Linked DNA regions of Drosophila melanogaster: region 1 is linked to region 2. The links are chromatin contacts, called in public targeted proximity ligation maps. All regions are on one chromosome and are shown on one strand. The core of a region is the stretch at or near the end of the contact, and the rest is flanking DNA. Distances in the headings are between cores, read along the strand shown. Region 1 holds the start of CG31183. Region 2 holds the start of AdamTS-A (ADAM metallopeptidase with thrombospondin type 1 motif A).

What was found.
Region 1: a contact with region 2 is called in a targeted proximity ligation map of the Kc167 cell line, with 2.7 times the contacts expected there. A contact is called at or near these places in 1 of 107 Hi-C or Micro-C datasets (pre-blastoderm embryo) and 1 of 7 datasets of targeted methods (the Kc167 cell line).

Annotation. Positions count from the first base shown.
Region 1 is chr3R:15,874,300-15,881,322 of dm6, reverse strand. CG31183 reads left to right here and starts at 5,384. Exons shown (of 9, transcript NM_001300413.1): 1 at 5,384-5,745.
Region 2 is chr3R:15,472,287-15,479,324 of dm6, reverse strand. It overlaps AdamTS-A (ADAM metallopeptidase with thrombospondin type 1 motif A), which reads left to right and starts at 3,132. Exons shown (of 17, transcript NM_206496.2): 1 at 3,132-4,438. The coding sequence starts at 4,037. It also overlaps snoRNA:Or-ACA9.

The DNA of each region.
Region 1 (7,023 bases), core at 4,135-6,634, 400 kb before region 2:
TGCACCGCTGCAGTTCTAATAATTTTTTACGACACCAAATTAAATTCAAATTGTACTATTTTACTTTCGAGAAACACACCGGACATGTTGATTGTGTAGGTAGCAACTAAATAAAGTTTTCAGTGTCGAATGGAAACTGCATTGTTGGTTGTAGCTTTAATTAAATACTTGTCTTTAAGCACTGACACCATTTACACCATTATTTTAATTTTATTTTTAATTTATTATAAAATCTACCTAGCTTTTTTATGGGCACAATAATTTTAAGCAACTAACTAAACTGACATTTACATACCATTCAACGAATTTAATATACACACAACTGTACGAGCAAATTCAGTAATTTTATCATTTTAACTTTCACAAAAAAACTGCAGCTAAATTAAAAAACTTTCAATGCCTTTAAATTTTAATATACCAGCGAAACAAACACGTAGCGAATATTGCTTGAATTATAAATAAATTAATGTTTGCCAAAAACAAGGCTATCAATATGTCAAACAAGGACCTCGTGACCCAAAATGAACCCGTGCTTAAATCAATTATTGAAATGTAGGGCATCACATTTCAAACCTCCTTGACCAATCCATTTTGGCCTTAAGCTGTGCTTTCGTTACTTTGGTCGCCTTGTTGGTCAGATTTTCTTGTAGAAAAACGAACTAATACAAATTATGTGAAGAGTTAAGATTAATTTTTGAAATTAAATATAGCTGAACTGTTTTCAACAAATTGCACTGTTTTTCCAAGCTATTAAATAATATAAATCCATCCATAAATTTCATCGGTGTTGTCTGCATATCATCCACTTGAATTGTAAATACATTCAGAGATTCCCTGGTTGTTGGATGCCAATTAGCAAATTAAAACGGAATCAGCCACATATTGCACATAAATGATATAATTGCGTGTTGTTTTCTCGCCAATTTCAGCAATCAAAAACAGCCACGAAATTCAAATGCGAAAGCAATCATAAAAACGGTTTAACATACTTTTTCTCTGCTCGCCTTGCTTACCGCATGTAATTTGCACCCAAAAAGGATTTTACAAGGACAAACAGCCGCACTACCACATTTGCTACTGATGCATTTTTGTTGAACATTTAAAGCAAACAATATTCAAAAACATTTGAGAGAATTTGTACGAAATGTTTCGAGATTACCACTTGGTATGCCACAAAAATCTTTGCAATTTATTGCACAAAAATCACATTTTAATCTTGAACATGTCTTTCCATTTTCAACCGAAATATTTTCGTTTTTCAGCTTAACCACTTGAAAATATAACATTTTTGTATCCTTGTTCAATTTGTCTGGCTAATTAATTGGCTATGCCTGGGTAAAAGAGAGAAAACTTCCATTTTACCGTACCCTAGATGACTTTTTCAATAATTTCATGCTCCTCCGGGCACTGCGGTAGTGTTGAAATCATTAAAGTGGCCGAACTATAAATTGCCAGGACCCTCCAGTGGTGTATGGTCGCAGCCGAAAGGAGTAGGAAGTGACTATGTGGTTGGTGTCATGGCCAAACTGCCTGTCAGCCAGTCGCAGTGCATCATTAACAGCACTGAGCTGGGTAATAATGCCGACAACAGATGTGGCCATCGCTCACCCCTCCCATTGGCGTCCAGAATCAAATTTGGCCAAAACTAACGAAGTGTGAACTCACTGCAGTCAAATTGAGTTTTCTCCAACGAAGTTCCCACACTTAATTTAATCTTGAAGGGTAACAACTAAGTTTGTATTTATTTTATTGAAGCGGTTTATAACAAGTTGTTTGGGAAAGTCTTGAAACGATATAGTAAATCAAATATATGCATATATTTTTAAATTAGCATCTCAAACTTAACAAAAACTAATTTCATTGGTTTATTAAGATGCAAAAGTTTATGGTTTCTTAAACATTTTATAACTGCAAGAGACAAAGTTTATCCTTCTTCTAGTTTCGGATGCTTCCTGCACTGCAGGGTATTAAAAAGTCATATTTTTGAGCCATTTTGGGGATTTTGGCTATAGTTTGCAATGCTGATATGCGGTTGGCACAGTGGCAACTGCCACCAACCACCACAGAGACAAGCTGATAGAACTGACACACACAGGGCTAAGCTGGAAAATAGTCACACCCACTAGCGAAAGCGGAAAACCCAAAGGGATCAAGTGACAGAGGGAAGAGAATGATGGAGAATTCACTTTTGTGCCGGATGATTGCGCCTAAGGATGCGCTGAATTTTTCCTTCGAATTTACTCAGCTCGTTTAGAGCCAAAGTTTTGATACCTCGCCACCCTTCGCTGCACTGCACTGGGTTAGTGCCCGGAAAAGTTTTTGTAAAGTTTGCGTAAAGGATGCGGCAACCTTTAGCTCGAACATGCAAATAGAATTAATTATAAATGTCTTCCATTGTTTCGCTTTCCATCCAATAAGGTCTTAGCTCGTTAGGTCGCTCAAAGGCTCAAGTATGCCGTAATTACGTGGCCCAGTAACCGGATGTTTAGGGAAATAGTCTAACTCTAATAGTACTAATTGAACAAAGGAAGCCAGAAGATCCCACCTGGGAGCTGGCACATTTATAAGTGCCCGTCTGGGCTCGATTTAATTGTTCAGACAATTAAATCTGTAAAACACAGTCACATCACTTGGCTGTCTCGTCTGTCATATGCAGGATTTCACACACCGGCCGGAATCCGTAGAACAATTGCTCCAGACACAGCAACGCCCACACTTGGCTTGCGATAAAATGTGTGTTAGACATCGACTCTTAAAAGAGTTGTTTGTGAGATTTCCCAGTCCTTCGGCCATTTACTACGGAATCCCGTTGATTGCAGTTATTGGAAAATGTGAGGAATACTCATATGCGGGTCATAAAAGGGTCATAAACGCACACAATGTCTTAAATATTGAAAATATTAACCGTCTATCGAGTATACAAATATTTTCATAAATTACTGCTACATTTTTGATTTTATATTTACTTAACTTGAAGAGCAATCGATAATTAGTCAGCAGGGTGTTGTGACACTTTCAAAAGTGAAATAACGCCCATGGGTCTTTTGAATCAAAAATGGGTGGCACATCGGCCATGAGCATTATAACAACAGGCGTTAAGACACGTACCCTATGATTTACATATTACAACTTTTTCCTTACGTTGTGAGGAACTTTTAAGGATAATTAGAGGAATACATTCTTTAAAATTACTTTGTGTGATTACTTATGTTTTTTTGCACACCTTTTTATTTTAAGGATTATTTTAAAGGGTATTGCATATTCAGCTAGTAAGGCTCGTTTTTGCTGCTGTTATAGACATTCCGGGACTTGTTTGTTGTTTTCATTTACAGTCATTGCTCGAAGCGTTCCACACACGCACACAAAGGCATGCAGACACAATGACACGCGGATGCACATGCACATTCGCATTTAAGCAGAGCTACAGGCGTGCCGCATATTGAATGGTGACAACGCGGCGTATACGCAATGCAATAAGCGGGAAGAAGCAGGATACAGCGCGGCATTAAGTCGCTTTACTTATTAATTTCAATAAGAATAATGCTTAAAGAATCGATTCAATTTCCCTTCAATGTTTACATGCTGCGCGGCAGAAGTGCAATAGTGTGTTGTGGCTTTGTCCCTTAAGCCATTCATTGTGCTCTTTTTCCGGTCGTGTCCTTGTCCGGAGCAATCAACATTGGCATTCTTTGGCTTGCCCTCTGCTCAACGGCATTCACGCAGGACGCTTTCCGTTTTTTTTTTTTTACCATTCATTCTTTGTCGTCGGCAGCCATTTCCATTCGCCGGAAGGAAGAGGGACACTCGACGGCAGTGGACAGAGGCATGCTTAACATTTTTACCATGCAACTTCATTTGACTCATTTGCGCTTTATTGACAATTTATATGGATTGTCGAGCTGCCTGCAACGTCAGGGAAATGTTAATGTAAAAAGCCTCGCTGAAAATAAAAATGAGCGCCAAGTGGCTGGCAGAAATGAATAGGAATTTAATTTAATTTCCATTTTCTATAGGAGCAACTGAATCCATAGCGAGCCATAAAAGCCATAGCGGGCTTAAGTCGCCTACACATCCATCAATGGCATCGATCCCGGAATCAAAAAAAAAAAAAAAAGATTTTCTTTTGATAGTCGTTAGCTGCTTATCTTTTCGAGGAGCCAACAATCCATCCGATTGACAGCCTAAACAGGAAATTGCAGTAGCGACCGGCATTGCAATTGATGCGTGGCCGGAAGAATCTAATTTATGTCCTTTCAACTGACAGGATGAGTGCCACCATTGCTTATGCACAAAGCAATCCTTTTTACGAGCTTCAGCTCGTGTAGCAGCTGGCTTAACCCGAAAATTGCTGGCACTGCTAACTCGAATGTATGGCAAACAATTATGGAAAAGTAAACCCTAGCGCACTCACACAAAAAATGCACACTGCTATAGATAAAGTGATGGGCAACAAGTGCATTTCATTCGCACCCATCTCTTCCGAAAATTCTGTCTCATCCCGGTGATTTATTAAGTTTAAGTGCTGGAAACGGGCTGCAGGAGGTGGCAAGGCAGAGATAAAATTGAAATATGAAAGCTGCCGACCAAAGTAACCCGGTGTCCAACACTTCATGCGTACCACGCTGCGTATGCGTATTATCCATCCATCCCATGTATGCGTGTGTAATCTAAGCCAAAACAGAACAGGACGACAGGGACCAAGGACACTAGGCAAGCAGGCAAGCAGACGAGCAGACGAGCAAAGGAGTGTGCCTGGTTCGTAGTTGAAATTCAAATTGGATTTGCGAATGTAATGGACAACGGGCAGGAATAAATGTACATACATACATGCATGCATTCCGGCGAGAGTTCAGAGTTCTGAGCGAAGAGCCAACAGCTTTTAGGTTGAACACATGCGAGCTCCCAAGACTCATTCTTGATTATGATTTATTATTCATCTGCGATCGAAAACAGTCATGAATTGATTTTCAAAAGTAACACACAGTAGCCAAGAGAAAAAGGTGGCTGGAAAATATGGTTTTACTCTATTGTTCTCATAGAGAAGACATGGGCTAAAATAGCTACCTTTAGGTAGTATCTATTTAATAAATCATTTCAAGTCACTGTTATTTCAAAGGTAGATAACCAGTTTCGATAAAACAGATTTTAAGTCTCCTCTGGTGTGCATTTAAGAAAAATTTCAAAAGTTGAATGCTTGCTTAGGTAATTGTTCAGAAAATAGATAAAATATCTCAAATGTATAAAATTCGGAAGTCTTATCTGGAGTGTATTTTGCATTATTTATTACTTTTTTGATAATGATACATACCATATTCTTTGCTTTGTCGCTCGTCAAGCTTAAATTGTTGATAAAATTCGGAATTAAATAAAACTTTTTTATTTTAATATATGTAGCTGTAGCAGAAACAGATCAGGTACGCAGCAGCCGGCGTCGCTGCCGCGGTCGCAGTTCTGCCGCAGTCACCGCCAACGCCGCCGCCGACTGCTGCGTTCAACTTGAGCGGCGGAATCGCCGACGACCGCCTGCCTGCGAATCCGATTTGGATTCGGATTCGGATGCGGGCGTTCAGTTCGGTTTGGCGAGTCGAGCGTGTGCGAAGCGCTCAGAAAACTGCGCACGGAACGCAGCGAAAGTTCGACGGGAAAATCTGTGGCAAGCGGCGCGTTTTCCAAAATTCGCAAATACTCAGTGTTTTGAGTGCTACGCAACTTTTGCGATTCTCGGCTGCATAATTATTTTACACTGTATGCTCAATGGTATTGGCTTTTCGATAGCAGCTGTACAAAATAACAACAAACGCGATAAGATAAAAAGCGCATAATTAAAAGTAAATAACTAAGGCACAATTGGATCTTGAGAAATGTGCAGCCGCAGCAAGCAAGATATAAATAATAATGTTTAAAAAAAAGTGAAATTGAAATTGAATTGAGTGAATCCAAGTGCTTGAACCATGTTCACAATTAACACATGGGTCGCATCGATATCAATGTTAATCAATAAGCCGAACACCTTTCGGACTGACCGACCAATCTAGTTGGATTTGTTTTCCCAATATTTATGGAATTGCATTCATTTGTTTGTCATTGTGGATTTGTTTACCATTTCAGTTTACTATGCCAACAAATAATGTTGATTAATCGAACAAGCTGGCCACAGCTATACACACTAAATTCTAAATTAATTTATCCATGGCAAAATGCACTATTCATTGAATGAATTGAGTGCTAGAATTTAATTGATCGTACATTTAAACGGCTACTAGAAACGAATTCGGTTTGTGATAATTTAAATTCCATCTGATTTGTTTGCCATCTTCTTAATGTTTGTAATTGTGTGACGAGCAAACAAAATACGTTGCCAGCAAACTCCAGTCGCAGTAGCCAAACGTGTTTGCTACTGCAAAACAAAATTTGTTGGTTGGCTCACAACCTGCATGTTTTATTTGGTTTATGTACTTTTCGAATCGTTTTTCAAATCCGATTCGTTTAATTGCTATGGCCCGGACTTAAATATTGCACTTAAAAAGAACCACGCAAAGTGCAAAATTGTTTAAGCTATCGATGCGAGTGAACATATCCCAAGGGGATATGCCCACCTCACCCCCCTTTTGGGGCAGGGAAGTTAACTCGACAGTGCTGACAGACGTGTTGAACTTGAAATACAATTTGTAAAATATTTGCCGCTGATGTTGCCAAGCGAGAATGGGTTGCTTTACAAATTGTTAGGCGTTACGACGGTTTATTCTGCTGGCGGAAATGCTCTAAACGAGAATAAACGTATTCACATTTTTCTAAACGCTTTTAGGGAACTCAGAAATTTCGGGAAAAAGAAAAGATTTAAAGCTTAAAGGTATAATAAATTATTAATGCCTTTATATATATATTTCTTTTCAAACTGATTTTTGAAATCTTAAGTATAAATAATTAAAATTGTTAAACTAATTCACACCACCCACCATAGTCTCTGCACTTAATAGTCTCAGATTCTGCAGAGTATCTTTCAATTAAAAAAAAAAAATATCT
Region 2 (7,038 bases), core at 1,883-4,382:
CGGAAAGCATGTTTCCCTCTGTGCATCTATATATATATATATATATATATAAACCCCTATTAGTTTATGTTATTCGCGTTGCGTGGGTGGGTGTGGGCAAGTCTCAGGGTCAACGCACGTCGGCCGGCTCCCAGCGATCCCCATTCCCGTCCCCATCCATATCACCCCCGATTCCCATCTAGATCGGCATCAGCATCGCCATCTGCGTGTGCTGTCATGGTAGTGGCTGCTCTGTGCCGCAGTTGAATGGATGATATATGCCATACAGTTAAGTGAAATGTATCTTTGAGATACGCCACCTAGCTATGGGAGTACGAGTACAACAAATGCCTCTTACGCATGCCTCTCTATTCCTATTCCGATTTGGATGCCGGCGATTCACAATTCGATTCCTGCCGCTGATTGACAGCGGCAGTAATTGAGTTTGATTTTTGCGAATTTCCAGAATTTAGACATCATCGATGTGGGCATGGAATTGGGGGCTCTTTAAGAAAGGTTTTTGTTTAGTTAGCCCAAATATTTGATTCGATTTGATTGAGCAGCTGTCAGAGGAACTTCAAAACCTGAGCTCTCAATAATTCCGCAGGCCTGCCGATTGGATTGGATCTCGGGTCCGAACGGATCGCTGGAATGGCTGTTTCGGGTTTTCGCAAGCTTTCGATCATTCAATCAGGATCAATATTTATCAATCAAGTGTGTGGGTGAGCGCAAAAAAAAAGCGACTGAATGGAACTATCAGAGCAGAGCATAAACATATAGAAATGCCGAACCAGCTCACGCATTAGACATGCTCACCCATTATTATACATACATACGGACAGACATACGGACAGACGCAATTGACTAAGAGGCCTGCGCGTGTTGGACGCACGGACGGATAAACAGACAGTCAGTCTGACATCGAACATCTGAAGACTTCGAATTCGATAGTGATCCGTAGTCTAGGGCTCTTCACAGCCTCTCGCTTATTGATCTTCGATCCACACGAAGGCCGCCAGCGTGCAGATCGAAGTTGCACAAATGCCAGGACAAGGGGTCTGGATTGGGTATCCACCTGAAAGTGATTCTCTATCCAAATCCAAGTTGGGGCCAGTCCATCTATGCTGTTGCCATATAAGCATCAACAGCTAAACAAAAGTTTATGGCTATCTGCCCGCCTTATGATCTAAATGCGTTAATTATTAGGATGATACAATGCGATCGGAGCAGATAGCATAGATACAAAAATGGATAGACAGATAGATACATTGTGGTCAGCGGTCTCCAGTGGCTCGATCATTAGCATCTGAAAACCAGCGGCGCCTCTTTGAGCAATATTTCCTAATTTAGAACGTATGCTTTCCTACAGATCAGTATGCGATTTGCTAGACTGAGCAATTTATTAGTGACTTGGGGAGAGACTCCAGCTAGGAGTCGTTTATTTTGTTTAGTGGCTGTGTAAACATTGCTTACAGGGCATGATGATTAGTTCGGTGTAATACAAACAGCCTTCTTGGGGAACTCACTTGCCCCCTCCAGACTTTTAGGGCTATTTTGTAAGATGTTCTGTTATGGCTGCTGTTTTATGTTGGCATCATTTGGATGCCGGCTGTTTGTTGTTGATTACAAAACAAGCGTTTTGTTGCCGATTGCATGGTTGCATGGAGAACGCTCTTCCTGGAATCTTTTGAGATGTTTTTCATTAGTCCACCATTCTCGCAACATCCGTAGTATATGAATATGCATCATCGTATTTTGGAATATTTTTAAATTTTCGCCGACCTCCACGGCGGCGAAATGGATTTTTAATTTCCAACTATACTTTAATTTGGCAAACGAGCTCTGGTCTTTTAATTGATTAATTCTTATTGCTGCGTTTGATTAAAGAAAATATTTAGTATACAATAGGGTCAATTGCTACATATGGTAATTTGGCACAGAAGACATTTATGTGGAAGAGTTCTCGGCGTTCAAATAATGGAGCGAATGGCTACTATTTTTATTCACTGACGCGATCAGTAGATTGATCTTGACCCACATTGGATGGGCTGGGATCCGGCAGATGTCGCACACTCTATGCCCAAATGAGACAATATAAAGTATAAAGTATAAAGTATTGTTTATAATGATACCAATTTGAGACAAATCAGTTACACTTGCCTATCTAAACTATTACGATATGTTTGTTCAGCTTGTGTAGATTATTTAGATATATCTTTATATTTGTCGCATTTCTGAGTAAAGGCTGTCGTGTCAGTTTATTTACGTCAAAAAAAGAATTTTTTTTGATACTGATGAGCTAGTCATCATTGTACCATTCTCTGTGATCATCAACTTCCTTTTTTTCTTCCGAAATGACTTCTTCCGGAAGTGCACCACTGGTAATGCCCAGGGTCTTATCCTCTATTTCAAAAGAATTCGTATTCAAAGTTTTTAGTACTGCTCGGTGCGATTAGTAATGCATAGGCTAGTAAAATAAGTCATAAGTAAAAAGAGTTTTATTATTTACTCAAGTACATACTTACTCAAATTGGTTGGTATCACACAAGTGTGAACATGTTTACAAATTTTGATTACTTTTAAAAACTATTACTGAATAAAGCATGCAGCATAAGCCTATTTTTTTTTTTTTTAATATTTATATTATTTCATCCGAAAAGGCAGATACTCTAGATGCAAAGATTGTTACTATGCTAACACACCTTATCTTATCCGATGATAATTATGTCCACACACTTAATCCTCACATGTGCAAAAATATTGAGTAAGCAGAGGCGCACTTAAGAGAGCGTTCGAGTGCTCTTTTAAGCCGCGCTCGGCTCTCTTTTCGCCACAGCGCTCTCTGCGCAGAGAAGCCGGCTGTTCTGCGTACTGATATGATTCTGACGTATTTCTAATCTCTCTAAAACACTCCTTCGGAATCGAAATCCTAAGCCCATTCAGCAAACCCATATCCCTATACTCGTGCCTACATACGAGTATGTACATACATATGTACATATGTATGTATGTATGTTGTACAGCATATAGCTGCGAGAGAACCGCTTTTAGCTTTCGGAGCGATATATGTTCGCGATCTCAGATTGCTTGGCGGTACGGCGGAACGTCCGCTACCAACTGCTGTTCGGCGAGCAGTGTTCAGTCCGCAGCGGGAACTCAAGCGAGCCGAAACGAAACATCGCCAGATACAGATACAAATTCTCTGGTTCGCAGCATTGGTCTGGTCCATCGGCTCGTTCTCGTCCGTTTCATTTATTTGCGCGCGCGCGGTAGTATCAGACAATTGCTAAAGTTCCATTTGTAATATTAATCCAGTTGCGATTTCTAATTCGAATTTGAATACGTATTCATCCCAGTGCGCCAGTGTATTCCGTATCCTGACCAGCCATGTCGGCCAGATGGCGATAGCGATGCCGATGCCAAACGATCGGCGTGTTCTTGTGAACTCTGACATGGTGCTCAGTTGTGGGACAACCTTCGCCACCGAAAAGTTTGCAAAAATAGCCGCTGGCCGAAAGCGAAAAGAAAGCCAGCAACTCAGAATGCCAACGGTGGCCAAGTTAATGGTGCAGCTCGAAAGTGAATGCATTCGGCGCGATGTGTGAAGTTCAAGCTTAACATTGGCCAAAACCCAACCGCAACTGCGAATAAATTCTGTGATTCGGCAAAAAGATTCATCATGAGATCGTACAATGGCTCCAGTACTAAGTAGTTTATCTAGCTAATCGCAGCCATAAGTGTGAGTCGTTTTAATACCCACGAGCCGTAGTCTTTGCCTTTCTGTTCGTTCGTATTTTCGCATTTTTTGGCGGGTGCGGTGCCCACGGCAACGGAACGAGACTGTCGCATTTCAATTAACAAAATAAGCAAAAAGCCAAAGAGCCAAAGAGCCATAGAGCCAACATAAGTGTAAAGATACATATATCTACAAGATATACGTATAGCCGTATATACGCATACTGTGGATTTTGTTGCTCTTTCGCGCGCATTTTTGCACGTGCCATTTGGGATTTCGGATTTCTGAGATTGGAGATCGCTATCTTATCTGGTCATCGCCATGTCCATGCCGGATGCCGGTTCACTTAAATCGCCCGCCGGCGGCCAGGAGGTCGAGTGCCATCGCCTGCTGTCGGACCTGCCCGCCTTCGCGTATCCCAGCACCACACTGCGGTCCACAACTTCTGGTCACAGCACTGGCACGAATAGTACCACTGTCTGCGAATCTCCCGGTGCTCGGGATCGTACCTCCTTCGCGTGCTCCTCCTCTTGCGTATCATCCGCCTGCTCAGCCACCGCCTCCGATGACGACGAGGATGAGCGTGCCCTTGAGCGCTGTCTGCGTGGGACGACGGACGACCTTGGGGAGTCCGGCCTGCGGTATTCGCTGAAAGGACCACCGCCGGAGCTCTACTCGGCCAAGAAGGACTTCATCAGCAAGGGTCCGCTGCTGGGCAGACAGGTAGGTCCTAAATCCGAGCTCTACATAAGTATAAATATTTTTGGAGGCCTAGTCCGCCGCATCGAATTTCGTGGGCTGATCGAATTCGCAGACCGGGATTTTAACGATTTTTCATTTATTTGTGTTTGTATTCGTCTCTGTCTCTCTCTCTCTTTTTTTTCTACTTTATCGAAATCGGCTGGCCAAGCGAAAACCAAATTTAAGTTAATTTATTGCATTGATTCCACATCAATGTGTCGAGTTCTTTCCTTTCTTTTATAATTTCGGTTGATTTGCCGATATTTTGGTGTGCTCGTCTCGTTTTGTATGCCGCATTGTTTTATTTCGTTTCATTTCATTTCATTTCATTTTTTTTTTTGTTTTGTTGCTTTTGCCGCCACTCTGGCTCTCTATTCGATTTTGATTAAATACCACTGGCGACACAAAGAAAGCGACAACCAAAGCGTTGACCACCGCATTTGAATTCACACGCCTCACTGGCCACGAAGCACCGCGCACGCGGCAGCGGAAATGTGAATCTGGATCCCAAGTTGGATCCACGATAGGATTCTCGGCAACCTCACCGTTCGACAGCTTCAAACAGACTGAAGATGGCAACGTGTTCGAAGCACTTCGATCCAAATGCGCCAGAGCGCCTCCACGAAGTGCATTCATATATCAAGCAATCTGGTCATCAAACTATTCCTTTTGGTTTGGGTTTGCAGCTCCCACTTCTTTAGCTGACTCATAATCCATCCATTTGCGTCACACAGGGTCTGCTGATGTATGTCGGACGTGTGTTTCCGCCAGGTTGCCACTATCTTGCTCTAGCTCTGCAGCAACAATTTTCGGGAAAGCGAAAGATTCTGCAGCATCGGGAGCACATGTCCCACAGGAGATAAGAACATAAAAGATATCTAATAGAGATAAAGAACAAAGACGCCCCTGTCTGGATGTCACTGATATTCCATATTCCAGACAGGATTGGGTACGAACTTTTTTTTGCCCATTAGTGCGAGGCAGACGACGAATTAAGATGCAAATTTCGATAAACATTTTCAAGTTCGGTTTAAGGAAATGGTATTGCAGTTACACACGACCTGGGTGGAAACAGCACATAACTACGATTTACAGAGCTCAACAAGGTGTGAAAAGCGTTTGTTTCGGGACGTGACAACAACGTGAATGGAAACATGCCTAAATCACGGCTTACTGGCTAACTGGCAAGCTGGCTAACTGGCTAACTGGCTAGCTGGCTTACAGGCCATTAGAATTTTATCAACGTCCGCCTGGCGGGCAATGTAAAATGTGAAAAACGACACGATCCCCCGGTCCATGAATACATAATAATGCATAATAATGTTGGGTGCGCGAGTGGTGAAGTCTGTAGGCCCAACTGCCACTGATAACGGGCCATGTGTGGCAACGTAACCCCCTCGGGATCGAATGGGAATAGGATGTACTGTCTATTTGGGTTGTATGTATAAACTCGTATGCACATCGCTTGGCATTTTAGAAGCACATGAGTAATTGTGACATATTCAGTGCGGTGCGACTCGATTCACTCGCTGTTGTGAATGTTTCGAAAATAGATTTTCTAGTTTTTCGCGTGGCGCCTAGAATCTGAGAAGTCGGGAAATACATGCATGTAAGTAAGGCTGCGCCGTCCAATTTGTATTTCGACAATAAAATTTTCACAATGTGTAGAATTTGAATATTTATTTTCTTGCTTTTTGTTTCTGTTTCGCGTTTTGTCTTTTTTTTTTATTTATTTATTTAGTTTTTTTTTTTGAGTCGTACGTCGTCGCTTTGCGCGTGTTTCTCTGTTCTCTTTTTTCAATTTATTTCGTCTACTTTAAATAAAAACAAAAAAATATGCTAGTTTCGGAAAACCGAAACTTATACACCCTTGCAGTAATTATTTGCAGAGTTTGAACAAATTAAAATCGAATGTCAAATCACAAATTTGGTGTGTACCGAATTAGAACGCATTATGATTAAAAAACAACTAAGCTGGGATTAGTTTTTCATTGATTTGCTAGACATTTTATATGATATGATAAGGTTGTCCGTTTCTGATCAAAAGCGAAAGGCTGTAGATTGTCTTCTTTACTGCGTTGCAAATTCCTGACTGAAAGCAATATACCCTTAGCAAGGGTATAACGATGAAAATTTGAAGAGTTCAGTGACACCAGAAAAATATAAGAAAAGTAGAGAAAAGATGACTGAAATGCTCAATTTGTCAGTTGCTTAAAAAGTACCACTCAATATGTGGGTGCTGTCGAATATGCGACGAGTATATGACCATCCATCCACCCAAAACTAGATGGATAACCCCCGAAGACCCCGAAGAAAATCGAATTGTGACCAACGACGATTAATGATCGTAAAATATTCAGCTCGTCTACCCGTGATTAATGCCACACATAACCATCATTCTGTATACCGATTCTCATGCAAATGAGTAGGGCGTGTCCTTGCAGCCCTTTGCATGGTGGATGGGGTGACAAATAATTTGTCGGAATATTAATGCCGTCAGAGAACAAAATAGAAATAAACCACAGGCAGTAAAAAGGCCAGAAAACGAGCAAATAATTTTAGGTGTGATGCCGGGGCGTGAC